2 separate regions of the Zea mays genome follow, and region 1 is linked to region 2. The links are chromatin contacts, called in public Hi-C maps. All regions are on one chromosome and are shown on one strand. The core of a region is the stretch at or near the end of the contact, and the rest is flanking DNA. Distances in the headings are between cores, read along the strand shown.

Region 1 (7,062 bases), core at 1,926-4,425, 88 kb before region 2:
GATCTCCAAGAACATCCTTCGGAACATTGTCACATACAAATACTGCAAGCTGCAGCAAGAAGGAAAAGGATCAGGAAAAGTATATGCCACAATGTATAGTGACAGATTGGTTCAGGCAAAACTGCATTATTCGTCAGTTGCTCAGCCAAAAACTAGGACTAAAAGCAATCAATATCCATTCAAGTGATGGCCCAGGCAACATCATTTCCTACTTCAAGCATTAACAGTAACATACCTCAATGCACTTCTCCCGTGACTTTGAAGAAAATAAGGAAATAACATCATCCATGAGAGAACGCAGGTCAAAAGGCACCGCTTCAAGCTCTAACTTTCCAGCTTCAATCTTTGCTCGATCAAGGACATCATTTATCAACGTTATCAATGCTCTGCCACACATTTGAGCAGTTTGAGCATAATCCTTCTGTGTCATAGTTAGATCTGTTCCTAAAAGCATATCCAGCATTCCTACGCCAGAAGGAAAAAAATTAGATTGATAGGCCCACGGAACTGAAGATTAAGTAATATCAAAATAAATGCATAAGTACCAAGGACGCCATTCATAGGTGTTCTGATCTCATGTGACACAGTTGCCAGGAACTGCAAGAGAGACAAACATAGATAAGCTAAGCCATACATGATGCATATGCTAGAATGCCTAGTAAATGAGAGTGCTAAAGAACAGGCCAAACCTGAGACTTTGCAACATCAGCAGCTTCTGCCTGCGTTTTTAGCTCTTCCATCTTTCTACAATCTTCTGTAACTTTGTCATATCGAGAATATGCAGCGGCAATGCTATACCCCAGAAGCATCCATATGACAAATGTGCCCAAAGGATTGGTTATGGCAGACCACTGCATAGGAAGCTTTTGTCTATACCTGCAGGTTGACAACATTAGTGGAAAACAAAAGCAGCCAAGAAAATTAAGATTTACAGATAAGGACTACCAACCTGCACCTCATTTCATGCCTCCTAAACGGATCTCCAAAATCCAACATGCTAACATGCAAGAAAGGCACGCGCTCATCCGAACTAGAAGGTCCATACAAAACCATAGCCTCTGAAGCATTTGTGACATCATAGACATTCACCACAATATCCTGATTGCCAGCAAGTTTGCTCAGCAAATTCTCCACAAGTGACTCCACATCAAACGCTCCACCAAGATATCTGGGAGCACACAGCAAATTATTCTCTTGAAAATTAGATAAGCATAGAGTATCATTTGATTAAATTGAGACAAGCTGCAATGATTATAACCTGCATGATCTATTACTAAATGTGCCTGCCATAACTGCCATAAGCACGCTATACCTTTTTTAAAAAAGAAACACATTGTTTCTATTATCACCTGTTACTAGACATGTTAAGGTCATCATAGTCAACCTAAATTCAGTATTGATCAGTGAACCACAAATGTGGCATGATACACGATGACAAGATATTACATGATCAAATAATAGTGCACAAAATTTTATTCATACCCACATGTTAAACATGAGTCTTAAAGGCGACAATGCTAGAATATTTGGTTAAAAATAAAACAACAAAGGATGTGAGTTAGAACATCTCACCCAATAGTTGCTTCCACACGTTGCTCAACTGATGCATCAGCGGGGAGATCAGGGCGGTACACAGCAAAAGTGAGAACTACTCCCAAGTGGTTTGATCCAAGCAACCGAAATGGGTTTGTTAACACAGCTTTGCCAGTAGTCCTGGCCCGCAAAATGTTTTCTCGGTCCTCCTGTATCGTAAATAAATAGATTGCTTTCACTAAAGAGACATCAAAGGGTCATAAACACCCCAATGAATACTAAGATCGATCAAATAGAACCATACCTCTCCAGACATCATGTCAATGCGTGCGAGGTAGGAAACAGTATCCTGAGAGAAAATCACTGGAGCATATTCAACCTGCGGGGGTGCAGGCTCCCGCTGCATTGTATTCATAATCCATCCCTGCTGGCTTTCAAACATTTCCCTCTCATGATGGAATACACGCTGTGCATATGCCACCCCATTGAGTAGCGGTCGCTCAAATGATGTCCTTGCCGTGTATTTTGCAAAAGTGTCCTGTGTCGGACATTAATTATTAAGCCAAAATAGAATACTGGACAATAATATGCTATAAATTGCAAGAATCAGAAGAAGACATCTTGTTGATTTACCAAAAGTAATGATGCAACGAATAAGATTGGTCATTGTATGCAAAAACGAGCACGTCTTCAAATAACATGGGCCCATGACACTGCACGCCTAAACTATAGGTAAATCGACAAAAAAAAAGGGGGGGAAGAGAAACGAAGTGTAGATGCAGGAAAGGACGGCTTTGAGGATCAATAATCTAAGCAAAAGAAAAGAGAGGCAGAAAGCAGCTTCTAACATAATTTAATCTCTGCGACAGGGACCTTTCTCAGAATAAACAAGGAATCAAAAGGTTGGCAAAAGAGCACACCCCAATGGATGTCAAAGTAACCCCCAGATGGTTTTGCAGCGAACACACTAATCACTCTATGAACAAACAATGTGCCACCAACCCAACAGTTCAGTTCAGCTACGTCTCCAATAAGCCTAAAAAATCCCCGCCTAACCGCCGCAGGAATGGACATTTTTTTTCTTTCCACAAGACTATGAACAGCACCTGTCCCAGCCAACCACAGCAATCATGGCGTGCTAAACGACGGTAAGCGTCAACAAACAACAACGCATCTCTATATCTCTATTTCTCCCCTTTTTTTTCTGTTTGCTCCTTTAAAGAAAAGAGACAACCCACAGAACAATGTGTAGGATCTCGGGGTCCGCTATTGCTAAACCAACTGCCAATTGATACCGTGGCATAGCAATCTACAAGAGCAATGGCGGAGAAGAGGGGGGCGAATGGTGACGAACCTGGTCGATAGCGGAAGGGGACTTATCGTAGTTGAAGGTGGCGATGAGAATGGCGATCGCGTGGACGTGGTTGACGGTGACCCCGAACTGCTCCTGCAGCATCCTGGCCCTCTCCTCGCACATGCTGACGAGGCGCTCCTCGGCGCGGTCCATGCTCTCCCGGCGCATGGTCCAGTGCATCACCGCGGAGCAAGCCACCGCGACTAGCACCCACGCGGCCGCTGCCAGCCCCCTCCATCTCCTCTTCGTCATCGCCGCGCAGTACTTGTTGCCCCCCATCCCCGCCTCTGCGCCCACAAATCTATTGCCGCTCCTCCTCCTCCTTCCCCCGCCCAATGCCCACCATATGCTCGCCGACACGCGCCGCGCTAGCCGCCCACCCGAACTTGAAGGCGCTGGGATCCCTATCGCCAGCAGCAGCAGCAAGAGGCGCGGGAGAGTGAGAGACTGGAAGCCTGGAGGTGGAGCGGGGAAGAGCGGGCTGCGGGCGGGACGAGGTCGTGGTGCGGAGCTTCTCAAAAGAGGTGAAGCTTTCACGAGTCCCCAGAGGCGACAACTGCCTTAAAATAATTACGCCTACGACTAGCTGCTCGCGGGCATTAACTAATCCGGCCACGGTACCCGAGCTCTCCGCGCAGCTTTCCCTTTTGTTGCCTCCCCACTCTTCGGCCGCAACAGGTCGATCCACTTCCACTCCGCTAGCGCCCAGCGGCGCCACGAGGCGAGCCGAGGCCGCCCGAGCCCGACGGGGAGGAACCCCGAACCCGCGCTTTTGGCAGCAGCCGATATTCGAGACAGGCGGGCGTCAATTAAAACGGTACTCCCGTAACAGTGAAGCGGTACCCGCTAATCTCAAGGCTAATCACCCGCGGCCTCTTGCAGCGGCGGCGTTGAGCGGCGAGCGTGGCCCCGGCCCGTGCCGGTGGCGGGGGCAAGAGCAGAACGGACGGAGGAGGAAGCGAGGGCGTTTTAAAGACACGTGCGTGCCGAGCTCAGAATTGCCGCATCTGCCCCCGCACCATGGCTGTTTCTTGTTTTTCTGTTGCTGTAGGCGATAGGCCGTCAGACCGGCAGGAGGCAGGTGCGGAACGGGACGGGACGTGCCAAGGAGGTAGTCCGGGAAATAGAGACGATGGCACGTACGAGTACGACGGCAGGGCCGGAAAAAAATTTGTTGTGGACCTATAGATAGGGTCTATTCTTTTTTTGTGAGGGCTGCAAACAGCCTGCTTTACCGCCGGGCTGCAGCAAATTTTTTTCCGCAGGGCCGATCTGGAGCAGCGGACGCCGCGCTGCTGTGTACTCCGTGGACCCGGACCATGGGCCCGCCTCTGCGCCCTGAGGTGCCAGCCCATACAGTTCATGTCAGCAGTAGCAGAGAAACCTCGGTCAAACTGGTGGAGCACGTCATCGTCACGCATTTTTTTATTATGGAAGCAAGAAAATGTTCTACTCCCTCCATCCTTATCGCTCGATTAAACTTTTCTAAGTTTTACTATATTTATATAATATATTAATAACATTTATATCTTCAAATAATTTTACTACAAAAATATATACAAATTTTGTAATATAAATATAAATATTTTCTTATATAAATATGGTTAAAATTAAAAATGATTGACTCCTCGAAATATAAGAACAGCTAACTTTTGTGGACGAAAAGAGTAATATTTTATAGTCTTCTTCATTTATCGACATCATTAGAAAAAAGAGCCACATCATTACGATAAAGCTAAATGACCCAAAACATTGCCGACATCCCAATTAAGAGTCTTTTTCTATGTATGGTTCCCTTGTTAGCATACCAATTTCTAATTAAATGATTAATACTAATAGGTCTCTCTATCTGTAGAGTAAAGTTAATGATTCTCCAAATATTTCTAGCAAAGTAATAATCAAAGAAAAGACGCTGAATATTCTCAATTTGATCACAAAAGTTGCATTTCATACTACATTTTCACCTGCGCTTAGTTAGGTTACCTTTAGTGAAAATAATGTTCTTTCCTAAGTACCACAAGAAAATTTAAATTTTAAGAGAGAGTTTTAGCTTCCAAAGCAACCTATTAAGATTTAAGGGGGTATCCATTAGAAGAAAGTCCATTGATCAAACCGAGAAAAGTCCATCTTTATGGCTCCCAAAGAAATTTGTCTCTAGTTTGGCCCAGAGGAAAAGTTCCCAATAAATTTGACAAATTATGCAACTCCACATGTTTTACACCAACAATAACTTGACGAAAGCATAATTTGGTTATATTTTCATTCATCACATCTTTAACTAAAACATTTTTCCTGCGCACAATATTATAGAGGTTTGGAAACCGGTCCTTGAGTGGTGTATTTAGGATCCATTTGTCGACACAGAACCTGGTTGCTCGACCGTCACCTACTCAAAACCTCCCCCGTCTCATAAATTCTTCCTTAATATTCATAAGACCATACCAGAAATATGTGTCCCCTTGCTTTCTCCCAACTCGAGAAAGCAATTTGGAACCAAGATATTTTTTTTAAAAAATAGATGTTATGTATCGTATTTATTCAGAAGCTTTAAGGGCCACTTACTGAGTAAGCAAGTATTCTTAATGGCTAAATTAGTTACCCCCAATCCTCCAATCTCTTTAGGTTGACAAATGAGCTTCCATTTTGTCAATCTATATTTCTTTTTAAAATGTCCACCATGCTAAAAAGAATCGGGAACGAATACCATCTAGTTTTTTAATATTGTCGAAAGCACCTCAAAAAAGACATCGTGAAAATAGAAAAGACTGTGTCGGAGAGTAAACTCCAATCGGGTGGCCGAAAGCACTCGAATCCTAAGAACATGGGGGCAGTGTAATACCCAATTTGTAAATAATGAGAAAAGAAAGTTGATCTCCTTATATGTTTGCCCTCTATTTATTAGAACATATGAACAACCATATTTAAAGTGAACTGAAAGTCGTCTAGAGGGGGGTGAATAGGCGAAACCTGAAATTTACAAACTTTAAACTTGCACTAGGGCCGAGGTTAGCGTTAGAATTAAATCGGAGTTAGAAAGATTGTTCTCCTTGCTTAGAGTTGCTCAATCAATGCGGATAACGTTTGAGAGCAAACTCAAATCAATATGAGCAAGAGAACTTTAGAGGGGAAAGAGGGGAAACAAATCAAATGGAAATCAACACAAGTGAACACGGTGATTTGTTTTACCGAGGTTCGGTTCCAAAGAACCTAGTCCCCATTGAGGAGGCCACAAAGGCCGGGTCTATTTCAACCATTTCCCTCTCTCAAACGGTCACTTAGACCGGATGAGTCTTCTCCTTAATCACTTGGGTCACTAAGACCCCGCAAGGATCACCACACACTTAGGTATCTCTTACTAGCTTTACAAAGCACTTAGAGAATAAGAATGGGGAAGGAGAAAGCAATCCAAGCAACAAGAGAACACAAATAATCCTCTCACAAGCCTCTAAGCACTAGAGTTGATTTTGGGAGCATGGAGTGGATTGAATGCTTTGAATGTGTCTTGGAGTGTTTGGCTTTGCTCTTGCCATGAATACGGAGTTTAGAAAACTTGGATGCCATTGAAGGAGGTGGTTGGGGGTATTTATAGCCTCCAATCACTTCCTAGCCGTTGGCTGTTTTTACTGGCGATGGGCACACCGAACAGTTCGGTGGCGCACCGGACATGTACTGTTCACTGCTCGGTGCGCGCCACGTCATCACGCCTGTTGGGGTTTGGAGCGACTTGAACGTTGGAACCCTTATCCTGTAGATGCATCGGACAGTCCGATGCCACACCGGACATGTTGGCGATAGGTAGTCGTTGCTCCGTTGGCTCACCGGACATATCTGGTGCACACCGGACAGTCCGGTGAATTATAGCGGAGCGCGCCCTAGAGAAACACGAGAGTGGCCTGTTCGCTTGGTGCTCGGCCTGGTGCACCGGACACTGGCAGCACACTCTCAAGTCCTTTGCTCCAAATTTATTTGAGTCCCCAACTTAATTTCTTTCTTGGTTTGTGTTGAACCTTATGCACCTGAGATAAGAGTCATCTAGGCAAACTAATTAGTCTATGTAGTTTATGATGGACGTCAAACAACAAAATCGATTATAGGAAATGATTAGGCCCATTTCCCTTTCATGAACAATTAACTAATGACACATAAAAAATTTATGCATCATGTTGGAGTTTATT
Region 2 (6,699 bases), core at 80-2,579:
ATGAAATGGATGGCTGCTCACTTCTATTTTTATTGCTCTCGCGATTCCAATTTCCACTTGTGTGAATGACCAAGCGATGATGCTATCACAGATGGTGTGGCGTGAGCCTACAATTTCACTGTAGTTATGAAAACTGATCAGTCAACGATGATGAATCATACGATACTTTTTTTACTTCAGCACGTTCTTTGATAGGGGATGAATTTGCATGCGGTGAACTGCAGGCGGAGGTGAGCAGTGAAGTGTTTGCGTATTATAGTGCACTGCACTACAATACTTGTTTGTGGATGTTAAGCATTTACTTTAGCTTAATCAATCTTGGAGTTTTTTTAATGTTATCTTTGTCGTCCATGCAAGAGGATCTCCATTGTGTTTTGTAAGATGGGAGCCACCAAAGCACTGTTCGGTTTTGTGTAGAACTTCACGCTCATTTCTATCCTAGATACTTCTATCCTTATCCGGATGATGGTGCCTAACAACAACGATAGTCTGTCATTGAACTGTACGAGTAGCCATAGATCTCTCTCAACAATTTATATGCCGTCGCAACGGCACGGACACCTAATACACTCTGTGTTTCCGAGGCCTGGCAACTTGCCGCTCTGCCATTCAGGTTTAAATATTTCCTAATTCCGCGCAAAGTGTTACCTACATGTACTATACTCCAAGAATCTCCCATCTTTTCTTCTCGCGCAGCCTTACACTTTCGTTTCTTTCCGATAACCTCCATTTGATTTGAGTCTCTTCCATAGTCCCGTCCGTCCCGATGGCACCCGCGCGCTGCTTTTGCGTCTTGGACGCGACGCGAGCAATGTGACCTGTGCAGGTGCATGGAGATGGAGGTGGGACTGTGGGAGGCCGGACGGACTCCAGGGGTGGGTGATGATTAAAAGAGGGCCCTCTCTGCCCCTGCATGCCGTCTGCCGAGCCTCTTTCGCAAGTCGCCACCGGCACAAAAATCTTCTTCAGTTCGTTGCCCCGGCCGCCTTCCTATCACTATCACAAGCGGACAGACACCGCCCGGGCGCGCGAACGGCGGCGCTGGCCGTGCCGGATGTGCGTACGCATTCGTCCTGCCCGTGGCTGGTCTGGTATTGCGATACGTACGCAAGATTTCCCGGTCGGGCTGTGTCGGGTCACAATCTCACAGGCCCAAGCCGAAGCCGCTGCCCCCCATCAAGTTGACGACACACGGGCCGCAGGCTGCGTGTGCATTGACTCTGCCCTACCACCCAGACGGACGGCAGGGCAGTCAGAGAGAGCGCAGATGCAGCCAGCCTTACGCCCGCGGCCCGCCCACTAGGGGCTGGGTTAAGAGGTCGCTTCGCTTCGCTGCTGCAGGCCTGCTAAGTGCCGAACGAGCAGTGCATGCAGTGTTCCAGTGTGTACGTTACGAGGACCTCATAGTGAGGCCACGCCCGTGAAGTTTCTATTTTAGCATTTTTACTTGGGCCCTCTGGCCGATGAGCCATTGTTGCAGGAATTCCTTGATCCCTAACCAGGCCTAGGTCTCTTCGGCCCAGTTTCTTCCAGCTTCTCTTCTTTCTCAGGAATTCCTTGATCGCTAACCATTGCTTCTCCTCATCCCAGTCTCTTCAGTCAAAGTTGCCAGGAGACAGTCGTCTCGACTGCACGCACGGCAGCCATTCAACTGCTACACTTAGGCTAGCAAATCTAATAGTATACCATGCTATGTACCCGCTTCTTTACCCTATTAAAGTTTAGTCTATGTCACAGTCGAATATAATGTTTACATACAGATATTAAATAAAATCTAGTTTTATAATGATCATATAAATAAATACCAGGAATATGAGTTTTCTACGTAAAACAAAATATATTCAGTCATACCTGGATTTAAGGGCAAACTCGGACGCGAACTAAATGTGTGTTTGGATCTAAGTCTTACATATATGATTACTCATGATATAGAAAACAATGTCACATATTTTATTATTTAATAGGAGTTCGTGTACAAAATAACTAAATAATTACATCATATGACGACAACGATACTTTGCAACCATAGTTGACTGGGAGACGATGACCTAAACATCTAACGAACTCATCGTAGCGTCCTCTATGCTCCTTATCTTGCAGTACCTGTTCTTGACCTTGGGCGGTGAGTATAGCAAGAGTGAGCTCACATTCGATCATCGCTCAACAAGTTATGAGGAATAATGTGCATGAGCTCACTTACGGTGGGGGCTCATGTGAAGTGTAAGGCTCATCAACAATAGAGGTTAATGTTGAGCATTGCTTTTAATAAGTTGATCATAATTTTATTAGCAGTTACTAAGTATAAGTAGATATCATACCAATTAAAGTAAGATAACACAATTAATAATAAATCCCACAATACAATACAAATGACAAATTAAGTTTAATTTCATAAATTACTCATGTAAGGGTCCGAGCCGCTCATGACCGTGAGTATGGACTGATATACCAGTTTTACACTCTGAAGAGGTTGCACATCTTTATCCACAAAGTCGTGATACCCAATTGCCACGAGGTCATCAATACCATACACCTCTACTGAGGAGGCGAGACAGGGTACCACTATGATGCCTCTACGAAGTTCCACTCTCGTCCGAAAAGCCATTGCAACGATCAACCCGATAACCTCCATATACCGGCAGCTCCTCTACCGCCCTTTTTCCTTTCGGGTAAGGTAGCCCTCCACTAACTTTCTTAATTAGTCAGTCAAGGGCGTCTCACTGTTTTTTCTAGGTGGTTCTCCATGTTCCAAGTAACACAATAATTTTATCATAAACAATAAATAATCCAATGACAGTAAATAGCATGATCATGAATAATATATATCATTATATCCAAAACCACATAGAGCAATAGTAGATACTACCCCAAAGTTCAGTGGTAAGCAAGGTGTAAAGTAAGCCAAACTAGGGTAGCCTATTAGGTCCCATCAAATTAACTTGATCATGTCACAGTGATTAACAGGAACATTATTAGGTAAAGAAGAGTGATCAAGGACACAACTTGCCCATTACTTACGATAACATGTTGCCCAAATGATACCATAAAAGTTGGGGCTTCACATTCCTCGTTTTTTTTATTGCACCCTACAAATCAGTCTCGATGAACAATACTAAATTTAACATTATCCCTACCAGAACAATTCAAATGTGGCAGACACTAAGTGAAAACATCGAGTATCATAAGATATATGTCATCAGAAGTTGTTAAAACATGGTACGTTTGTTTGCATAAATATGTATAGAAAAATAGATAATAATCAAACGGATGGCATGGTGCTATAATTGGCGCTTTTATAAGATTAAATAGGAAATGTTCCAGAAGCTCGAATTATCGCTTTTAGACCTCGATCTCATCGATCTGGTTATAGATGTTCAATTATATGCATTTGGCCTGCTATGGATCATAGACATTTCGGTTATGCGGTGAAACTGAGATTAGCGTGAATATATTTCCTTGAACATATAGAATAGAGGTTTTATATTTCTTATTTATGGTATATGATCTACGTTTATCAACCCATAACAATTGACTTTGTAAACGCTTCAGTAGTATATTTCCTTGAACATATATGATCCACTGCACGTTTATCAACCCATAACAATTGATAATAACAATCTAGCTTCGGCTGCAGGTACCGCTGAATACATGAAACGTGAAAAACTTGGGTAGATAATGATCAGTAGTTAAGCGCAGTCGTATATTTTATCTCAGGATTTTGTAAACGCTATATTGCGATTCGCAAAAGAAAAATAGACAGATGTATTTAAGCTGAGCAACATATATAGGATCTAGATCACAAAACAAGCCAACCCCTTTATTTATTATGAAAACCATACATTTCGCACACTTTTTTTTGAAAGGAAAAGACAAAAGATTTGTCATTTCAATATATTAGAAGAGAGTAAAAACTTTACAAACTGGTCCAAACTAGCACAAACTCATACAACTTAACAATCATGCGCTAGTCGGAACACTGACACTGAAACAAAACCCGACCCCTTGACCAGCAGACATCAAGAAAGAGGGTTAGGGCAACCAGCCGCTACAGACATTTCGCACACTTAGAACACTGAAGTAGCCAAGCATCATATCATACTGTAGATTGTAATCATTATTATCACATGGAAAATACCACAACACAAACTTATTAGTTGTTCATATATTGTTTTATTAGTTAAGTCCATCTACACTGATCGATGGCGCCAACCGTTATGGATTTCTCCTGTCGTTTGCCTTCAGTCAGCCGTGATGGCATGTCGGATTCTGAGGGCTAAAAGTCCCGCAGGAGGGACCAGAACCAGCCTTCAGTCGCTGCAGGTACCGGTTTTTGATGGACTGTATGACGGGAGGGTCGCCGGCGGAGGTGGCGTCGCCGGCGCATGTACCGCTTTCTAGCCGCCGTGCCGCCGCCGATCCCGGCGACGATGATGATGCCAGCAGCATTATCAGCACTACAGTAATCGTCAGGGGGGAAACGAACCTGGTCTGTTGGAACCGGACCGCCGACACACGGCGTGTCCGTCGGGCCGCCCGCACACACGGCGCGCCCACCCAGGCTATCGGACCGCGACACACGCACCCACACGTATAGCAGCGGGCTTTAGGTCTCTTGGGCCAACACTCCCCCCAAAAAGCTAGTCTTATAGGGGTTGCACCCTCAACCATATAAACCATGCTATCACACTCTCACCACACAATGTGGGACTATTCCCAACAATCTCCCCCTCACACATTGTGAGCCGAGATTTGTCTGAGAATGCACTGGGCCAAACTGGCTCTGATACCATTGTTTGAACCGGACCGCCGACACACGGCGTGTCCGTCGGGGCCGCCCGCACAAACGGCGCGCCCACCCAGGCTGTCGGGCCGCGACACACGCGCCCGCACGTATAGCAGCGGGCTTTAGGTCTCTTGGGCCAATACTCCCCCCAAAAAGCTAGCCTTATAGGGGTTGCACCATCAACCATATAAACCATGCTATCACACTCTCACCACACAATGTGGGACTATTCCCAACATGGTCGTCATGGCCATCTACGAACTGTGTGCTCCCTGCTGGCTGCTGCACCCTCTAATAGACTGACGCTTGGAGAGGTGAGAAGCAAAATTTGCACTGCGCTTAAGTTATCAGGCTGTTAATTAGCTATGTCGATCGACAGGCTTAGTCTGATGAGATGAATGCCGGGTGATCTGCACACACAGGCATATATATATATATATAGAGAAGTTTTAAACAAAGATTGTGCAAACTCCAAGCGGCGAGCGAGCTATAGCTCCATCGTTATTTGCGTGTGTGCGTGTGTGTGACTAAATACAGCGCGTTTAACTGAGAGCACGAGCTAATTACGACGCGGCTTCAATTTCTACTGCGCGCGGTGTTCCCACCTGCAATCCTGAAACTTTTACAAAAGCAGTTTCTGGTGGCATACCATGGGCGTGGCATGAAATGTATAAGTCGTGTGTCACGGGCGATAACCAAAACGTATCAGTCGTGTGTCACGAGTGATAACCAACGGAGCAGTAGTATAGTGATCGCGAGGATCCGTTATTCGAAGCCTTGGATATCAACATCAAGATCTTCACTTAATCAAGTTATCGTAACTCACGGAAGATCGGATCTCGTCCTCTATCAACCCTCTCCCCCACACGCCGTGAGCTCCTCCGATGATGACTTTAAGGGCCGCGACGACCTACTCTCTGGATGGTGCGACCTCACGCGCTGCCATGCATGATAACGACGTGATAACGACGTCTCTGTCGCTCATGCCAACCAGGTGCTTAAAACCTTTTCTTATAGCAATATAATATATTTGTATAAAATTTATCGTGATATTATATGTTTCCGTTGTAAGGCATGGACACTCACTAGTATAATGCACACGTACGTACACAAATCGACGCTTCACGTGTGTGTGTTTAATGTGCGAGCAAAAGATGTTGGTCAGACGGTCATGGCTGTGTCCGTTCTTACGAATTTGTGAAAAAAAAATCTAAAACTAGGCTCAATTCTCCATTTGTAATGATGATGCCGCTCTTTTCGCCTTTCGATCGGGCCTTTTGGTGTTAGCAGGCTAGCTGTTGGCATCTTTGCATATTGCTGTGAAGATGAACAATATAATGTGTGTCCGTCCGTTCCCGCAAGTCACACGGTAGGGCACTGGTAGCTGTGTAGGGCAGTTTCCCTGCACCGGCCGGCCGGCCGGCATGGAAGACGGAGTACGTGAAATTAGTGTCAGGAATACTGCCGGCGTTGGTTCGGTTCCAAGCGGAGATCGAGAATGAACAACGAACTCATCGATCGATCGAGAATTGAAACTGGTAACGATGACAGTGATTGTTTGTCATCTTTACTAAATACTAATTGCCTTGTGATCACGGTGTACGGGATGGGTGATGTTCTTCTCTCCTGCTCCTCCTGCGCCGTTCATAAGGAAAAACAGTTTCTCTTTCGGGAAAAAAGGAGAAAATTTTCCAAGCAGCGCGCACGCTCAGTGGCAAAGCCAAACACACACGCACACACGGTCAGAGCTCATGTAAAAGTTCGAGACAAATACGGCTTTCTCTCTCTCTCTCTCACTCTCTCTCGATTCAACAGTTTGATGAGTTATATTTCAGGAATGTGGAGTAATATTTGATTTGCTGGTGGCAGACAGTTTCATGCAAAAGGAATACTATCTTTCAGGTGTATATATACCT

What was found. A called contact is a pair of places that touch in the nucleus more often than the background predicts.
Region 1: a Hi-C map of bundle sheath shows a contact between it and region 2, with 4 times the contacts expected there. The contact joins the promoter of LOC732761 here to the enhancer-like site in region 2. A contact is called at or near these places in 3 of 25 Hi-C or Micro-C datasets (bundle sheath, leaf and tassel) and 1 of 3 datasets of contacts at active chromatin or transcription factors (leaf).

The regions. Positions count from the first base shown.
Region 1 is chr4:172,454,140-172,461,201 of Zm-B73-REFERENCE-NAM-5.0, reverse strand. LOC732761 (histidine kinase) reads right to left here and starts at 3,175. Exons shown (of 11, transcript NM_001112387.1): 1 at 2,888-3,175; 2 at 1,838-2,071; 3 at 1,573-1,742; 4 at 950-1,168; 5 at 690-876; 6 at 546-597; 7 at 236-465; 8 at 1-49. The coding sequence starts at 3,166.
Region 2 is chr4:172,364,466-172,371,164 of Zm-B73-REFERENCE-NAM-5.0, reverse strand. No RefSeq gene overlaps it. Among protein-coding and RNA genes, the nearest start is that of LOC100501623, 83 kb to the right of the region's middle. Within about 2 kb of position 1,329, at least 18 of the 20 cell types and tissues checked have an H3K27ac peak or open chromatin away from gene starts, as enhancers often do. A contact at or near this core is called in bundle sheath, leaf and tassel, where this site is marked.